Linked DNA regions of Triticum aestivum: region 1 is linked to region 2. Evidence: chromatin contacts called from public Hi-C data. All regions are on one chromosome and are shown on one strand. The core of a region is the stretch at or near the end of the contact, and the rest is flanking DNA. Distances in the headings are between cores, read along the strand shown.

The links. Hi-C and Micro-C count contacts between places; a contact is called where the count stands out from the background.
Region 1: a Hi-C map of leaf shows a contact between it and region 2, with 4 times the contacts expected there. The contact joins the promoter of LOC123119884 here to the promoter of LOC123119883 in region 2. A contact is called at or near these places in 2 of 5 Hi-C or Micro-C datasets (both in leaf).

The regions. Positions count from the first base shown.
Region 1 is chr5D:131,528,998-131,534,712 of IWGSC CS RefSeq v2.1, reverse strand. LOC123119884 reads right to left here and starts at 4,332. Exons shown (of 4, transcript XM_044539847.1): 1 at 4,022-4,332; 2 at 3,814-3,893; 3 at 2,144-2,336; 4 at 1,028-1,599. The coding sequence starts at 3,867. The coding sequence ends at 1,469. It overlaps LOC123124483 (a long non-coding RNA gene), which reads left to right and starts at 5,325. Exons shown (of 5, transcript XR_006461092.1): 1 at 5,325-5,375; 2 at 5,480-5,578.
Region 2 is chr5D:130,676,782-130,683,424 of IWGSC CS RefSeq v2.1, reverse strand. LOC123119883 (mitochondrial import inner membrane translocase subunit TIM22-3) reads left to right here and starts at 5,291. Exons shown (of 5, transcript XM_044539846.1): 1 at 5,291-5,658. The coding sequence starts at 5,406.

The DNA of each region.
Region 1 (5,715 bases), core at 3,083-5,582, 850 kb before region 2:
CCTTTCTGTTCGTTGCTTTGATAAAACCCTTTTTATTCTTTTTCCTAGCAAGAGATTAAAACAGACTATTTTTAAACTCCAGTCTGGGTGTACCAAACTGCGTAAGTGACAAGTAGTTGCGGGGTTAGTGGCGCCTTCCTATTCGCTCCCCTTACCGTGAAATTACTACAAAGCCATGTGCACTTGCAGGACACCAAGCATTTTCTAGCGTCGTTGCCGGGAGCATAGCACTTGGTCATTACCTACCCGCTCACATATAGTTTATTTTTGTTTGTTGCTATTTATCTTTTTTTTTTCTTTAATCCAAAAATATATATAAAAAAAATCTTGCTATATGTCCTCCTAGATGTCATTGTAGGAACTGAAGTTGCTACAAGAGAGGAAATCAAGAAGAGAGAAAGGGTTTATGAACAATACTGATATTCTCTTTAAGTTATTGAAGTGGATGATAGACTGAGGGTGTTGGATTATTGTGCTCAAAGTATATTTGAATTCCCTACATTTTGTGAGCATTGCAAATCCAATAACCATATGAGCTTTAGCTGCAAATTCCATCCTAACCATGGGGTAGCATCATATAACCGTGATCACTACCCCTTTGATTATGCTGAAACTATTGAGATAATATTATATTTTAGAACCTCTGAAATTATGACAACGGTAAATGAGCTCTCTATACACCACAAAGAGGTCTTGAAGCATATGAGCTTATTGGAGAGTGTCCATGACTGGGCTTCAACTTGGTTCCACTGTTGACATGAACCACGGGAGGGACATCATACAGGTCGGGCGGGAGCAGCGACGAGGCCGGCAGCCACACCAGAGTTGCCTTTCATGGCAAGTACATAGGTGGCCGGCGCGGTCGTGGGTGCGAGGTGATTCGGCGGCGGTAAATTTCAACAGGGCAGTTGGGGTTCACACAACAGCCATTAGAGGCGCTACAAACATACAACACAAGTAGCAAAAAAAATTGGGATTTTTTGGCCCAAAATGACTGTTCTAGGGCACGGCAGGCATCTGTTGCATGTTGGAGATGCTGTTACACATTTATACTCCTACAGCATAACCACACACATACAACAAAAACGTTTCATGCCACAACCATATCATATTGATGTTCTGGCCAGCATTAACAAAATAAGAACATCATCGATTTCAGTGCCATGAAGATCTACTGCTCTAGACCATTCTTGAGCCAAGAACAACTCAAGCTGATATGCAAGAAGCAGATCTTATACAGGAACCATCTGCACATATACTTATCCACTTCAGGTAACATCAGGTTACTTGCTATTCCACAAACCTATATTATAAGATGAAAAAGGAATACAAAACAGGGGTAGAGAAACGGGTTGGACACGGAGCATACTGCTGCTCCTACATTGTGGGGATAGCGCGGTTGCAGTGCCCGTAAGGCAGAGAATCTGGGGGATAGCTCGGCGCGGTGTTCCGGCGCGGCCAGCGAGCATCAAGGTTCCAGCTTCAGGGAGACAACTCGGGACTGTCGGTTCCGCTTTGCCGCCCTCACAAACACCACTGATAGGCAAGATGGTGCCCACCATGGCCTCCGGACTTCTTGCTCCCCTTTCAGGCAGGCAACTGTGGATCAAATTAGCAGGAGTCAGACAGAGCAATCTTCCAAGTGTGGACACACAACCAATGGAGTATGATGTTCATCTATCAATAAAATACAACAGATCTACGTATTTGAATCATGTCAAATTCATTTATGCAGCTCATTTACACCAAACCAAGATGCTGAAAAGAACCGATCTATATATTAGCATCATAAACTTGCGGCCAAAAAATGTATTTACTGATGAAAGCTAACAGAACAGAAAGCAAATTGGCAGCTGAACCGTGCTGGCACAACTGTTTTCCACAAGACTCAGCTCACACTCTAAGCTTTCACTAAGCTTTTATGTAGCATGAAGAGGCAATACCAACTAATTGAGCTTGAGCTCAAAAAGAAAAGAGCAGTGGTGAGAGAAATAGGGTTGCACTCCGATTGACTGCATGGTGCATCATACAGTCAAATGAAAACTAATGAGCAAAATATGAAAGAAACAAGTACTGAAATGGTTATCACAGTAGCAGAGATGATTTATAGATGCTCTCAAGGAAGAAACAGGAATATACCAACCTTTAATGCGCCTCAACTCTTTGCACAATGTGATAAAGTCTCCCCATTTCATATGGCACCGCCTGATAAACCGCAGAATCTGCTCGGTAGTAAACATCGACAAGCTCTCCAGATACTCTCCATTGACACTATTTTCTTCAAAAACTTGTCTGTAGCCACCAAGATTTATCTCTTCAAGCCACAAGCCGACGTCCTGAAAGAAAACAATAACCTTATTAGGTGAATACCCTTTAGCTTTTGCGTCTGACAGTGGTTCAAATTTAAATCAGAAGACAGATGGGTAGCAAGATCAGTTAGAACAAATGCAGACAGTCAAACATAAAGAATGAATCAAGAAAGAAATTTAGAGTCAATGCCCTTTAAGAGGGTTGAATGAAATGCCTATCTAAATTTAAAGCGACCAAACCCAGATCATACCATTGGCTACTGGTGATTATGAAAAAATAATGCAGATCCAAATTCAGTAACCAACTTGTGGGCATGTCAAACAAGCATACAGCTGTGAGCACGCAGAGCACCAAGATGGTCCACTCCAAAGAAAAATAAAACAGCACCAACAATTCCCAACCTTCATTTTTTCCCACAAAATCGTGTTGCTTAGTTTGGGAAAACTTCCTAGCATGGCTATTTTACCAACTAAACTAGCTGCCTTGTGAAGCAATTCTAGGAGTGATTGTAGTTTTGTAGTGTAGTCTATCATTTTAGTGAAATAGAGCTAGGATTGCCGGGCAGAAGTCATCTAGCCAATTTTTCACTCCATGTTGCCAGTTTTTCAGAAGACAGGAGCGCCTTAAAGGTGCGAAAGAAATGATCATTCAACAAGGCAATCTTTTTTCCTAAATCCAAACAATACATAGCAATTTAACGAAGAATTCGGAACTCATTATGCTAAAATTTAGGAGCTAGTTTGAAATCTTACCAATAGAACGAAAAGGTAGAATACGTCCCAAACGACATGGCATAAAAAACCGTTCCCAGGGATCTAAAGTTCATCTCATCAAAGTTAAGACCGGCTTCATCCAAGTATCAAACACAACACGTGGTCAATACAAGACACGCCAAAGTAAGGCTCAATTATAGCCCAATCCCATTCTGGCTCAGTGCCAGGCCTGAGTACAATGCAGCCTGGGAAATGTTTCGGAAGTGATATATAGTGCTCATGGTCGGAAGAGTATCACTTGGTTACTCAAATTGTTGATATTGATTTAATTATTTGCCATGATGACAAAGCAAAGGGGAACCAAGTATCACTCTCACGACATGAGCTCACCATACCCCCTCACTATGTACTTCTAAGAGAATGGGCCAGGACATACGGAGAGGTAGTTAGGTACTCACGAATATTTATCTTTTGCATAAAATTGAGTAGAAACCACCATCAAGCATCACAACAGATCATCAAACGGATTCCAAATAGTGGACTAAATTATCTCAAGAAGGGTTGAGGACAAACAAGATGAAACTAAAGAACTAAAACACTGCCCACAAAATCGATAAAGCGTTGTAGGGGCAAATTTGTATGAATCCAAAGAAAGAATCAGACTGTTAAAGCTCCTAGGAATGTTTACGAAGTAAGCTGCAGAACGAAAATACAGTGAATTTCAACAAAGTTGGCAGTCAAGTAACGACGGAAACAGAAGAGGAAAACCACCGTCACTACAGATTAGCACCTCGACAGTCCATATGAAGAAATCAAGCGGCTCCGGAGACCTCCCACGGCTCATCTCCCTCCTCCCGTCAGCCAACCCCACTGCAAGACCCAACCCAAGGTTCAGTGTCAGATCTAGATGGTGTGGCGCGTGCGCACCGGCGCACCCAACATTAGCTCAAGTTAGTTCAAGACTAATAATTCCTTGATGAATAACCAAAATCCCATACCGAAAGAAACGATGCCCGAGATCGCGGACGGGGTGGAGACGGCAGGGACGCGACGGGAGTAGAAGGGGAACGGCGATGGAGTCGAGATGAGCGTGAGAGGCGGAGCGGTTGGGTGGGTGAGGCGCGGCGGTGAAGCGAAGCTACTGCACGACGGGAGATATAGAGCACGGTGGTGGTGGACTGTAGGAGAGGATTGGAGCTTGAGTAGAGCAGAGCAGGAGAGCAGCGTTGGGGAAAGAGGAAGGGATCGATCGGGGTGGGAGGAAGAGGAAAGCTACGGGAGTGAGGATAGGAAAAGTCAGCTGCTGCACAGAGATGGATTGTGACGGCTGGGATCGTTTGGCCGACATGATTGGTGGTAGACGTTGGGGATATTCACTGTTTTTTTTTCGCGAATACGCAAAGATTGGGTATCATTCCATTATTAGAGTCCAGAGTAAAATGAAGCCTCATCAGGCGTTTGGATTCTTGACCGTCGGATCTCGCTCCCGAACAAATCCTCTCCGTCGGATCTCCAGATGAACAAATCCAGGTCGTCGGATCTCGCTCTGGAGTGACCAAGGCCGTCGGATCGAACCGAGCTGCCACCGCGTGTAATTTTCAGAGCTCGCAGAGGGCAAGGGTGGAATTTCACGTGTGTGTGTGTGGCTGGTGTGGATGGCTGGGTTTCACGTATGGGTGAGGAGGGTTCCCGATTGGTTGTAACCGCGTCGGCCTCCTCTCCTCCTCTCCTCACTTCCCCCTTCCTTTTTCTCCTTCCCTAACCCTAGCTCTCTCTCCAACATGTCGCCGACGCTACCCGTCCTCCCTTGCCCTCGCGGTGCAGCAGGCGAGGGCGGCCCTGAACCAGGCGCCCCCGACGGGCGGCGAGGAGGCGAGGAGGGGCGCCTCTGCGAGGCCCCCATCGGCGCCGACGGCGGGGCGGCTTGAGGCACGAGGCGCAGCACGAGGCGAGGGCGCGCGCGCCGCGGAGGAGCAATAGGAGGAGCGCGAGGGCGAGCAGCGTGGCGTGCGCGGCGGCGGCCTCCGTGAGGCTCGCTCTCACGTCCACGCGCGCCCGCGATTTCCCCCTCCCTGCTTCTGCCGTCGACGCGGGTCCTCTCCATCAGCCCCCTCTCGCCGCCCCCGACACCCCTTCTCCTCTAGCGCCAGGAGGGAAGGACCCACTTCCTCGTCCAGGTGAGCCCCCCGTCGGCCGCGAATTCCTCTGGTTTCTCTGTTGTCTCCGGTTATCTCTGAGTAATCTCGTGCTTTCCTTTTCTTGGGGATGATGCAGTTCTTGACGGACAAGGGGGTCATCCCAACACCCGAGGAGTAGGAGACGAGGGAGCAGGTCATCCGCGAGCTCAAGAAGGTATTGGGACATGGAGATTCCGGCTTGGAAAAATCGGATATTGCAGGCATGTGCGTCAGGCTGGAGTTCCTGATTTGTTCTGTTTTCGCTTCTTGCTCTTGCAGATTGTGACGGATTGGGCCAAGGCGGTGGCGTGTGAGGAGAGGGTTCCCCCGAGGCGAGGGACGGCTGCGGTCCTGACCTATGGTTCTTACACGTTAGGGGTAAGCAAGAACGCAAGATATTTGCAAATGTGTGGCCATGGTTTCTTTGAATATTTGCGAAAATGATTGTTAGTTTCATGCAATTTGGAGCCGCTGTACATGTGAATCAAAACCTACTGGCAGCGTTTTACTTACAT
Region 2 (6,643 bases), core at 4,042-6,541:
GCCCTTAATTATCATTTAGTAACCGGAGTGGGGATGAATGGTACTGGCGTACGTGATAGGAGGCCGCCACGTGTATGCACATTTCTATACTTGGCTCTGCCCACAAATAAAAACATATAAAGTGGCTTAGGAATCCGACGTAGGATTATGCTTAGGCATCAGTCGTGTAGACACATACTAGTGTGGAATCCGGACTCCCTAATAATGCTTTAGCCTATCAATTTCAACAACCTTCACTTACATCTTGCGTCACTTTAGTTTACTGTTGCTAGTTTATTTCTCTATTTACCACAATCACCCTATAGTTCTATTCCATTACACTTAGCTTTGGACCAGATCTAACTTGCGGGCACTACTATTTAAACCTTAAAGAGACAAAGACTGATTCATGTGCTCTCTGTGGGATCAATACTCTTATTTTGAGCAAGCTAAACTAAACCATGGGCACTTGCAAGTTGTCACCAACATATATCCTTAGCATTTCAAGGGGTCCACATTCATATCCAATTGTTGAGTAGGCATTAGTTTAATGATGTATATGATGTGATGAATTACCAAAACCACCCGGAGATTAGATGCACTTTTATATTGAAATCACTTACCCACTAACAAATCAATCGCGTGTATACCCGATGACCTGGATGGTAGCAGAACACAAAGCCCATCGCTAGGCAGCGTCTAGCAGACACAATCAGTTACCGGGTAAGGGACGACAGACCGACCACAATGGTGTTCAAAAATCCATCGAATCCAGTCACAATGGCCAGCCACGAAACCAACCATCCGCACATGATGGGGAAGATAAAGGTGAGAGGGATCAACAAGACGAAAGAAAACGATGAGTCCGAATGGTACACAACAAGCGGACGAGAACTCATCGCGCGATGTGATGGGCAATGACGTCGATGGCTCTATGCGTAACATCTGGACCAACTGGCTAGTCCCAGCAGCGAGCCTTCTATACCCGTCAGGCCCATCACAAGCAGGCTCTAGACAGAATAGTCAAGTGTGATCCATGAGTGTTGTACCCCGCCAGCATTGCAAGGCGTGAACAAAACACGGACCTTCTATCCCCTCTGGTAGCCCCTTGTCCATCGTATTGGGCGGACAAATACCCGCTCCACACTAAGCACATCACCAGCCAACTCTAGACGGGATAGCCAGGCGAGGTCCATGAGCGTCACACCCCCGCCAACATCACAAGGGAGTGAACCACATCCAGGCACAACGCCCAACCAGAAGACCAAACATACGTCAACGATCACACGTAAGAAATGTATTATCAAAAACGTAATAGATGGCAGCCTAATACACATATAGTTACATGGTTTGGGACCAGAAAAACTAAATAAGAACAACCAATACACCTCCATCATAAAATCTCAATCAACGCCCATCATAAGATCTCAATTAAAGATCAGCAAAAAAGACTGAGTAGTACACATTACATGTATAACAACAGACTCGCACAACAAGATGAACATTGAGACGAACTTTACGACTCGAGGTAAGCTGTCCAGATGCCAAACTTCCATGCACACGACCACTCATACCCCGTTCATGGATGCGACTATTCATCACTGTTGGCATCACTTTTGGGAGGGAGGCGAACGCACTCCTTTCTCTGCCCCTAACTAATGCACACCGCAAAACAAACATTGGTCAAACCGATCCTAAGGATGGCTTCACTTTTAGAACAAAAATTGGTGGTAATTTAAAATCTTATAACCATATACCAAATATATGATCGATTCGATTGAAATTGAGCTGCTTCCGAAACTCGTGCCATGACAACAAACATGGCCGCCATGGCAACCTTTTTGAAAACGCTCCCATGATAGTAACTTATGCTGCTTTCCTAGCTCCATGCCCCTCCCTCCTTACCTGATCGTTGTAACAACTGATTGCCCGCGATGGCCACCTGTCAGACGGGATGAATGACCATTGCCTTAACCGGCTCGAGGAATTTGTGGAGAGATTTGAGACATGGTTTCATCCAAGTACAAATCCACTTCTTTTTTTACTAATTGGATTCGTGGTTTGGGTGAGTTGATGGATATATTTGTCCTCTTCCTCATTTTCTCGTGCATATATGGGATATTTTAAGAAATGAGGAACCACACCAATCCATCTTGAATTTGGTGGTTAAACTCTATTGTGGTGGCGATACTCTTGGGGAGGTCCTGAGGTAAAATAGCTCATTCAGTCGTGTCTCATAGGACTAAAAAGAGTCCATAGATACCAATAAAAATAAATAGATACTCAAAAGAGTAGCCAACTATCACACCTAATTGCTGTTATGATTGGTTAATATGAATGTGAATACAACCAAATAAAGGTTGTTAATCCATAACCCTTCGAGCGAAATATAGCAATAGGAAGGAAAATCCATGGACCGACCCCATTGTCTCCACCCCGTAGGAACTACAAGATCACCCCAAGGACACCTTCGATAGTTCCTCGTATATATATATATATATATATATATATATATATATATATATATATATATATATATATATATATATATATATATATATATTGACACTAGAGATATGGTAATATGGAGAAGACAAAACTTGTTTGAAGCACGCACAAAAACCGAAAAAGCACCTCTTGATTCAAAGAGAGGAGGACTGGTTATTCACATTTAATTTGATGGTCAGAGACCAATTGAAAGCTTTCCCGTCGATCTTGTTACCCTAGGAGACTCCTAGGCGCGGTAGGAGTTCCCAGCAAGAAAACTGATCTGTGATCTGCCCTAAAGTTTGTAGATTTGGAGACCACCTCAAGATCTAGCATGAGTGGTTGAGAATAGCTTTTGTTGTGATATAGGAGTATCAAGGAGAAGAAGGCGAGCCTTTGTGGTGTTGGTCTTCCTTCATGGAATTTCCACCTCTCCAACAGTGACTAACCCCCTTCCAAGGGACTGAACATTGGGGTACATCTTCTTGTTCGCGTTTCTTTTATTATCCCAAATTTTTGCAACCGCAAAACATTTTTTTCTTTAGCTTTGAGACACCCTAGCCATACAAGCCCCTATGGGTATGTAACTCATTCCCCATTATCGGAATAATCTCAAGGGGAGAGGGCTAGAGCTCTAGGAGTGAGCCATAGTTTGGATTCGAGGAGTTATTCTCGCCCTCAAAATGATGATGCGAGGAGTGCCTCGGTGTTGAGTTACTCGTCTACGGAGATTTTGCCATGACCCAACTTGATGCTTGAACCCCCCTCGACACCTCTCCTAACATAGGTTAGGTCGCGCTTCAACAAGTCGATTGAACCTATTAAAAAACAAGTTGAGGCGTCGACTGTGTTTTGGCACAACGATCTTTGGTATAAGGTCGTCAGACCAATCCCATGTTTGTGATTGTCTTGACTATGTTATGGGAGATACCCCATATCTTCGCTGTTTATACGAAACAACACTCGCATTGCGAAGGAATCAAGAGTTTGCATAAGGTCTGCATATCACCTTCTACATGCCAAGACCTACCTTGAGCGAGGTTTGACCTTTGCGCTCAATGAGACATAGTGGGATAAGTTGGCTTGCACTTGGTGGAACCGTTGTGGCAACACAACCGAGGCCAAGCCTTTGTGGTTGGAAACCTCCATGAATGAGGAATAAGATAATGCCAACACATTGGTGAAACAACATTGAGCTCCTCTATGTTTACATCTCATCGGAGCCGAGCTAGGAATAGCCATTAATAGACACCTACCACTTTCCCAATTAGTGTGTTTAAAGAGATTGGAGGAACTCTTCCTGGTCTACGTATCCAAAGATATTGGTAATTAGAGTTTTAAGAGTTTGGTCCTACTCTCCATTTTATTCATAGCAAGGAAGAGCAGTTCAGCCACTTGCTCTTTGGTCGCATCAGTTGAGGTTTGCTCTGTCTAGATCAGTTAAAGAAGAGATGGTATCTTGCTTGTTTCAATTATTTGGGCTCGCCATCAATAGATACAGGTTTTTCTTCCGCTTTAGCCCAATTGACCCATTTATCTTACAAAGGGTGAAGCCACTAACAAATACTTATAGAGGGATTGCGAGATGAGATAACAGAGTGATCATATTGTTTTCACAGTAGTCGTGTCTCATTCATATAACAAAGGTGAAGATACGAGCCACATAGACACCGACTTGACAAAACCGAACAATAACAGAACGCTAGCCTTTACACAAAAGACCATCAACCAAGAAAGAAAATTACAATCAAGATCGATGAACCCCTGTGCATGACTCCACTACCTGTCACCTGCCTACGGCACCACCACAGCCGCCGCCAAAGGAAAATACGACGAATCACCCCTTCAGCCGAGCCCGATGTGTCTCCGTCGCTAATATGAAGCTTCACGGGCCTCCAAAGTGTCTTACCAAAGGCATATCCATTACAGTTGAAAGAATGTGACCGAGGTAGCACCCGGATACGCCATCGAACTCTAGATCTGGACCCTGCACGACAAAAATACTGGAGGATGAGACCATACCTGCCAGCCATCAACCACGCCTAGCACACGATTCGTCTTTCGGATGTCGTCAATGCAAACCACTATCTGCATCCGTTTCTGGACCGTGTCCCAAGTACCATGCCTCTACAGAGAACACATTTCAACACAGCGATGCTGCCATCGTCACGACATCCCCGCTTAAAGAGGCTAGTCGATCGCCTCGCCGGGAAAAATCAGGAACTTTATTCAGTGCCACCGTTATCGTCGCCAAAGCCAAGACGTCGGACAAACCAAAACCTAAAACTACAAAATCCACATGAGCGGGATCCGGCGCCCCCCTCACCATCGATGATCGAGAGGTCATCGACGAGCCTACATGTATTTGTTCCACTGCAATGATGCATTAGAAGCAGAGATTCACGCTACGATGCAGGGCATGGCGCTAGCCCTGCAACACACGGAACTTCCGGTCGTCATTGTGCAGTCAGACTCGTCCATGCCCTAACTATCTTCTGTGATGGGTCACTAGTTCGGACTTCATATGGACATTTGACATTGGAGATTCTAGCCATACGAGAGGTCGGGAGTTTATTTCGCAAAATCTTCATCATTCTCAGAATATAGTGGCAGATTGTTTAGCGAGATATAGTCATACTGAATGTAGCACTGGTGTTTGGCTACACAGAGAGCCTCCATGTACCGAGGAATTCTCGCCTTTGCAATGTAACTCTATTTTTGAAATAAACTCTTTTTCTCCCCGAAAAAGAAAAAGTGGAGCCGTCGGAACATGACCCTGTCACGAGAGGAAAACGCATTGCTCGCATTGCACGGGCAAATAGCTGAATCTTACGAATACAAGTCCCACTGCCACTGTACCCGTGACGAGCTGCTGCTGCTAAGGGACACGCGCGCGCGCGTACACGCGAACAGCAGTGTCACGAGCACGACCGACGGCCATGGCGAGCGGCGACCCGAAGCCGGACGAAAACTACTCCTCCGATGGCGGTGACACCACCGACGCCGAGTCCTCCGACGAGTCCCCGCATCAGCCGCGGAGGGGCCCCCGCGCCAACCCCATACTGACGCGCCTCTCCGTGTCGCGGAATCCGAGCCCGCTCTCCGCCGCCACCGCGGCGCCTGGGGTCTGCCTCCTCCGCTTCGCCTGGGAGTCGGCCGCCGGTTCCCTCGTCGGCGCCGTCGTTGGATATGGTAACACCCCGTCCCTCCACCTCCTCGTTCGGCTCGACACGTCCGTTAGGGTTAGGGCTCTGCGATCTTTGGTCCTGGCTGGCTCCCTTTCTATTCTAGGCCTCTCGTAATTTGATAAGGTTTTTGACGGGCAGGAGATGAGATTTGATTATATTCGATAAGGTTATGTCTTAAGGTGTTTGTCTAATCTGTTTCATGCAGCTGATTATAATTACATGTTCAGGACAGTTGAACTTGTAGCAATTTTGTTGAATTTGTGTGACACTGGCACCGAGGATCGTGGAGTAAATTGTTGATGGATTTTACAGTTAACCGCAAATAATTATTCCTCATGAACAATCACGTGGTTACTTAGATTGAAACATGTGCGAAATTTCTCAGAAATGTTGGCAAAACCAAATTTTTTGTGCTCCGTTTATACTTGATTTAAGGCCTGGCTGCATGCATACGTACCTATCTGGAAGCTGCAGTATGTGTTTATTCCTTGCAATAAAATAAAATTACTTGCTAATGCTGCCAAATGAAAAAATTGTGACAGAACATGTGCGGGTTTTCTCAGAAAATTTGGTAGATAACTTCCTTTTGGCTCACACAAACATACCAAACTGGATATGGACACACTTTCAACTCATATGTTTACTGTGTTCATACAACTTGTTATGGACTAAGAACTAAAGTAAAAGCAACTCACAAAGAAACAATGGAGTTACACACCTAGCTCAGTTTTTGGTTGCTAATCTGTTACCAGTGGTTTGGGCACAGAAATAGGTTCACGCACACGCCTAATTTTAGAATACAATATTTGGATTTTGTGTCTCACTGTCATCCATAGAAGTTTTTGGATGCCCAAAATCCAAAGCATGTCAATTGTCAAATCTGTTTTACCTTGACCTGGTGATTAATTGGTAGATTAGATGGTCCCGACGTTGCATTCTCATGCAGGGTCTTTCTTAGTAAAGGAGGCATGTATGGAGCTTGGCGGCGG